Linked DNA regions of Mus musculus: region 2 is linked to region 1. Evidence: chromatin contacts called from public Hi-C data. All regions are on one chromosome and are shown on one strand. The core of a region is the stretch at or near the end of the contact, and the rest is flanking DNA. Distances in the headings are between cores, read along the strand shown.

Region 1 (3,315 bases), core at 434-2,933:
AGACAAAGCAGGCTGGGCAGGGGCGGGGGTGGCACACAGTCTCACAGCCTCTTCTTAGGTTTTTAATAGAAACTGCCCAAGAGGATCAAAGAGGACCCAGTACAGGCTTCACTGTGGTGGACAATATTCTGCGCTAACTAGTTGCCATGGCCTCCACCTAGCCCCAAGGAGCCTTTCTATCACTTTCCCTTCAGCTAGTACTTCTGAACTCAGCTGTGTAGCTTTGAATGCTGGAACGGGGCACAAGAGACGGAAGCCACCTGCTAGGGTGGGGGTGTGCCTGCTCTTTCTTCCTTTCGGGGTCACAGAGAAAGGCCATGTGCTTGGCCACAGATGTCTAGACTCTATGAAGCCACCATGCAGACATGGAAAAAGGAAGTTCCCAGCCCACACTGTAGTAGTCAGCCACAGCTGTCTACTCCTAGTCCTGGCCCTGCCTGTCTGTCATTGCAGCAAGAGAGTGTGGCCAGAAATCTCATTCCTTGGTTGAGCCCTGCTTAAGGCCACAAGGATAGTTCTTACCCCTCATCACTGTAATGCTCTGTAATGTTTTCTCCTAATACATGACTGCTAGCCGCAGGCTAAATAAAGTACTAGTCCTAGCCTGACACTCACAGCTTGACACTGCCTGATTCACAGACCAACCTAATCCGAGCCTCTTCACAAATGTTCTCCTCCATATAGAGATCCCGTGTCACTGCCAGCTTACAGTGCACTCTGTTGACCCACTGACCCATAGGAGCTCCAACTTCTAATCCTTCAGGCCCAGGTTCCGTGGCTTTTCCCACACTTCTCTGGGCCTCTGGGTCTTCCACCTGTTTCCGGCTGGATCCACTGTGCTGGTAACAGCCCCTGCCTGGAACTGCAGGCAGCTATACCACTACAGGACTCACGGCTCACATGGATGAAGGAAGGATGTGATGGGAATCAGTCAGACCAGGATCAAGGGCGACTTTGGGTTGAAGCTTGACAGAATGAAAGGCTGTGAAGTGTGAATGTGAAGCAGAGGAAACACAAGCTCCAGAACCTGAAGGGGCCATGCTCCAAGTGCACCATTCCCCAGGGCTTCTGACTCCAAGAACCTGTGCACTAAAGAAGAAAAGCCTCTGTTTGGGTTACAGAGGCCATTTTCTCCTTATCTGCAGTGTATACTGGGGACAAGCATGGTGCAAACATGGTAGGCTCTATGAAGAACACACACATCTGTATGGCTCCAACACTAGGGGTCCTGTTGTAACTAACCACTCAGGTGCAATATCCAGGAACAGGCCAGGGCATGTTCACAGGGCCCTAGTCCCCTTGAAAGCCGGTTTTCCACAGGCTAGAGTCTGGTCCACGTCTGCATAAAAAGTTCCTGAAGGGCCTAACCCAACGGCATCTCACGTCTGTCCAGTGGAGCTCTGCTGCTCATGGGCAAAGGCTGCATTTTCCGATTCCTCGTCAACACGCTGGTGCTTCTCGCTGTCCAGGCAACAAAACTAAGCTTGGAACAACACTTTCAACAGCCTTTCCACCTCACTGCTCTGTCACCAATACACACACGCTCTTTCTCACAAACCAAACTACCAAACCAGACCAAGCTGACAACAGGATCCTTAACTCTTTCAGATGACACAATCTATAGGGAGGAAGCAGAGTCCTGGGTGCATGCTTGTTGCCATGGCGTGGCCAGGTCACCCCATGACTCATCCCCATGTGGTGGTGTTCAGAGGAATGACAGAGCCTTTCTTGTGTCTGAGGGAGAATATAGACAGCAGGGGGAGAAATTCTCCACTGCAGCTTTCTCCTCCTGGATGTTTGTGGCCTCAAGATTGCTCCTATGAAGAATAGCTTCCATGTTCAACTGCATGCAATAACCCTGCATCCTGTTCAGCTGTGTGTCATGAACAGCACTTCTGAGCACTGCAGCCTCCCCACCTGAGAGACCAGATGACCAGGTCCCGGGATCTTAGCTTTTCTGTGTTCCTTCAATCACTTGCTGCCCGAGTCAGGTCAAGGCTGGACTGTGGCATAAGTTACCTGCCTCCTTGATATTTTGCCAATTTTAGTAGCATGATAAATCATATAAATTCTTCTTTTTTTGGGGGGGGGTTGTCTTGGAACTCACTCTGTAGACCAGGCTGGCCTTGAACTCAGAAATCCGCCTGCCTCTGCTTCCCAGGTGCTAGGATTAAAGGCGAGCGCCACCACTGTCAGGCACTCATATAAATTCTCAAGTAGTGCTTGTTCCTACAAGATGCTGAAGAAACAAACGTGTAGAAAATCAGATCCCCTCCTGCCTGAGGGCTGCCGGTCATCTGTGAGTTGTTTACAGCTGGGGTCTGTTGTCAGAAGCAAGAGAAGCCGACAGGAAGCTTCTAGGCTATAGTGAGGCCTCCCAGTATCTGGAAACCATGGAGGGTAAGTGGTCCACAGTGTCACCTCCTGATGCCGGAAACACATGGATGTGAGGTTTCTAGTCCTTTCCATTAGAACACTCTAAACGAGGTCAGACAGACAAGCAGATGCACAGACAGAATGTACACAGGAGGATGCTCATGAAGCAGATTGCTCAGCAAAAGGCTAAAATAGTTTACAACACTTTAAAGAAGTCATTAACCCTGACCTTCAGAGGTTAGGGCATTCGCCAGCCACACACTCATTGTCTGCTTGGTCACAGGTGTCCTTCATGAACTGCCCATGACAGAAATACCACACAAGGTACCGTTTTTTAATCTGTACCATTCTATTTAGGAAACTGGAAAACAAGGTCATCAAAATAAGAGGATTTTATGCTTTGGAAATCCAAGACAACATCTTAAGCATCAGCCTTAACTTCTAACTGCTACCACAGACTTTGTTATTTCTTTTCATATTTCTTTTCATTTTCATATTTCTTTTAAAATACTTATATTAATTCTTTGAGAATTTCATACAATGTATTTTGATTATATCCACTCTCTATTCCTTCTTTAATTCCTTCCACATTCACCTGCATTTCTCTACGTGACCCCCTACAACCCTGCAGTATTTGTTTTTAATAATCCAGAAAGTCCAGTTTGTGCTGCCCATGTGCTCATGGGAGTGGCCATCTCTTCCAGTGGCAGTGGACCTACTGGAACTAAAGTCTTCAGGAAAACCAATAAGGTTTACTATTTTAAAAGAGCAAAATCAAATTATTTACTTCACTGCTGTATGTAAAAACTCATGACAGTGTAAAATCTGAAGCAAGATCATTATCATCTGCAGCACATCAAACAGACTCATTTAAAAACCCAATTCTACAACAAGGAGCCATGAGGCCATCCATCCCTTAGGTGTTTGTTTCCCTTCAAT
Region 2 (3,315 bases), core at 460-2,959, 160 kb before region 1:
CAGTCTTCAGTAAAAATAAGGGAAATGGCACCTCTCTGTTTACTTTGCATTTCTCCATTTGCATATTTGAAGTCACTAAATGACATCCCAACCAACAAGGGGATGCCAATGTACACAATGGGAGTCATATATGTCAGACCATATCAAATGTCCATGTACATGATGGGCTCTAAGCTTATAATGAAACCAAACAATTCCCATCATGCCATATTGTCACTTACCATTTAACATTGAGGGATGTTCAAGTACACAAATACCACCGTGTTATAACTGCCTACAGTATTCAGGACAGTGATATATTGCATAGATTTGCAGTCTATACACACAGCCTATGCTTGCAGAGGCTGTATCATCTTGGTTTGTGTAAATATAATCTATTATGTTTGGACAATGGCGAAATGTGTTTTACAGAACATATGGCCATCATTAGGTTAAGCATGTCTGTACTTTTCAATTCTTATCTGTGTCCGTCAAGAGCCTGCTATGTGAGCTGCTTGCCTGTCCTCTCACTGCCACTGCCTTCCATAATAAAGGCAATGGACAACAGCTGGCAAGACACTCAGGCCAGTAACAGATTCACCAAAAGACCTCCTGTCTGCTTCCTGTCACCATAATTGCTGACATCTCAGCAGGAGAGCATCAAGACACCCCTCCTTCCACTCCACCCCACCCCACCCATCTCTTGCTGTGAAACTCCACTTAGGCAGTTTTGCCCCCTTTTCCATTAAGCAACTGTTCTTTCTTGACCAGTACCCTCAGCACTGGGTAAATGGACATGTGTCTCTTGAGTATAGATAACACATGTTCTATTCTCCTCTCCACAGGCTCCCTGCTGACTATGAGCGAGGGCTGTGGGCCTCTGGCCTTGCAGGGCTGAAAGCTTTCCTACAGTCGTCTTCTTGACTATACTGTCCAGAAGTGTCTCCTAAGCCTCAGTCATGTGTGCATTAATATTGTGATTTGGGCATCTCCATATGATACTTGTGTGACTATCTAATATTTTATTTTATATATTGTTCAGATGTTTGTTATAAGCTATGAAAACCTTGTATTTCCTGTGATGACTAAAGTAAATAAAAGTGACTTTACAATATCCCAGCAGAAATTCTTCCCAGCTTTTTGGGGAATTACCCACAAAAGATCGTCCTATGTAGATAAAACTATTCCTTCTACTACTCATCCAAGAGGCTCTCCTAATCCTGATCCCTTCCCTCTTCAGGGCCTCTGAAATTCCACCAGGAACCTTATGCAGATACAGAACAGCAAGGCTACAAACACAGAGCTGAAAACAGGCCCAAACCAACAACTACAACAACAATAACAACAACAACAACAAAACCCATACACACAAAAACATCTGTACACTAAGACCCTACACCTCTGAGACTGAGAACACAAATTAAGGTCAAGTATTAATTTAACTTCAAATAACACAAGAAAGCTCATTGTGAGGGTGAGGGGGTGGCAATAAGTTGCTTTTAGAAGCCAGGAAAAAATAGAAGGCAAAACAAAATAAACCTTTTGAATGATAGACAAGAGATAACTGAACAGAAACCAATTGTTCTAGAATGTACCCAGAATCCAGAAAGACTGGCTCCCTGAGAACTAAGGCAGGGAACTAATCAAGTTCCTGAGACAGGCAGTGACCTAGCACATTTCCTGACCTGCAAGCCCGCCTCCCAGAAGCCAGTGTTCTCAGCCTAGGGTTACAGCAGACACTCTGGAGACAGTACAGCTTAACTCACAAAAATGAAGACAGATGGGGATGTCACCTAACTTACATTAGCAACAGGCTGAAGGGCTATGAATGCGACCGATTGATTGCCAAGTGGGCTTTCTCTAAACAGGGATCTTGTTTCTCTTGATAGAGGACACACCAGTGTTCAGGGATGGATAGTTATGGCTTATCGACCTCCATGTTGATTCCGTTTGGGAAAGCAGTTAGGAGGGGGTTGCCTGGAGTGGGAAGACCTGCTGGAGATGCAAAGCCAGCTCTTTCATGCCAGGTTCCTGCTGCTCGGCTTTCTGATGAAGACCTGGTGCCAAACATACTGTGGGGCTCAGGTTCTCTGTCAAGCCTTTTGTGGAGTCGTGATAAATAAACTCAGAAACCGTCTTTTGTAACCTTTACGTTGAAGCAGTTCTCACCTGCAGAGGCCTGCCCAGAGGAAATTGTTGTAACTTTGTTTGGTACTCTCCAGCTTGGGCTGACCTTGGGTCACGGAAGTTTCTGCAGCTGCCTGGGCTGCTGTCCTGTGACTTGTCCTCCTGCAGATATGGGTTTATGAGAAAAGCGGGCCAGCTCTGGGTAAAGCCAAAGAACTAGTCAAGAAGCGAGAAGCACCCAATGAAATGCAGATTCTCTGTTCCCTAGTCCCCAGCTGAGTCTCATCTGCCTCAGTGAGAGCCTGGGAATATGCAGCTGTGGCCAGTAGTATGGAGGCTTCTGTGACCTGGAGGGAGACACTGCTGCAGGGTCCCTCTGAAGGACATTTCTGATAGAATCCACCTGGGACAGAAATGTTCCAGCTGCTACATCGTCTTCAGTTGAATCGTCTTCAGTTGAATTTTTCTACCAAGTTCCGATTTCATTTCTTCATGAATCCTCAGGCCCCCAAGGCTCTACTCTTCCATTTCCAAGGAGAAAATATTTTTAGAGAAGCAGTAAGATTCACTTATTCAAGTCTGCCCAAGCCTCATTTCACCGTCAAAGCCGTGGCACCTTCCCTAGCTTCTATTCTCTTATGTTGAGGAATTCCTGTGTTTAGCCATTAAAGGACAAGAAAGATTGACTTGTGCAACAACTGAATGGGAAGCAAATCGAGACAGATTCGCAGCTACTCTTTGAGAACAAGGAGCTAACAGGAGGTTTTTAAAACAAAAAGGGAAAGTTGAAAGAAATTAAATGATGAAACCTAAAAGCCAGCTTAAGATACATATTTTTTAAAAAGAGGAGGGATTTAACAAATGCTGCATTGCATCTGATGATCTTTCGGATTTATTAAAATGCCCAGTTATCTTTACGATCTAGGCAAAAGAAAAAAATGCCATGATTCTAAGCACATCAGCCCCTCTCAGAGGGAGATATCACATCCATGGATGTGAGATATGGATGAGAGATACTTTTTAAGAGTTCATCTAGGCCAACAGGGTCCCTACAAAAGCCAGATGACTTAGTTCAATCCTGAAGACCCCCATGGCAGAGGAACTGAGTACCCCAAGCTGCCCTCTGACTCCCACATGCACACAGCTCCCCATCCACACCTCCACAAAACAATCAAACCTGCAATAGAAAATTTAAAGGACCCCCAACTA

The links. Hi-C and Micro-C count contacts between places; a contact is called where the count stands out from the background.
Region 2: a Hi-C map of the N1E-115 cell line shows a contact between it and region 1, with 4 times the contacts expected there. A contact is called at or near these places in 16 of 484 Hi-C or Micro-C datasets (the 63-12 cell line, the AML12 cell line, B cells and 11 more), 3 of 130 datasets of targeted methods (CD8 T cells, embryonic fibroblasts and epiblast stem cells) and 1 of 9 other capture datasets (embryonic stem cells).

What each region holds. Positions count from the first base shown.
Region 1 is chr19:16,370,284-16,373,598 of GRCm38.p6, reverse strand. All of the region lies in intron 5 of Gnaq (guanine nucleotide binding protein, alpha q polypeptide), which reads right to left. Among named protein-coding and RNA genes, the nearest start is that of Mir496b, 57 kb to the right of the region's middle.
Region 2 is chr19:16,525,650-16,528,964 of GRCm38.p6, reverse strand. The region is part of intron 1 of Gna14 (guanine nucleotide binding protein, alpha 14); the gene reads right to left. Among named protein-coding and RNA genes, the nearest start is that of Gm41811, 56 kb to the left of the region's middle.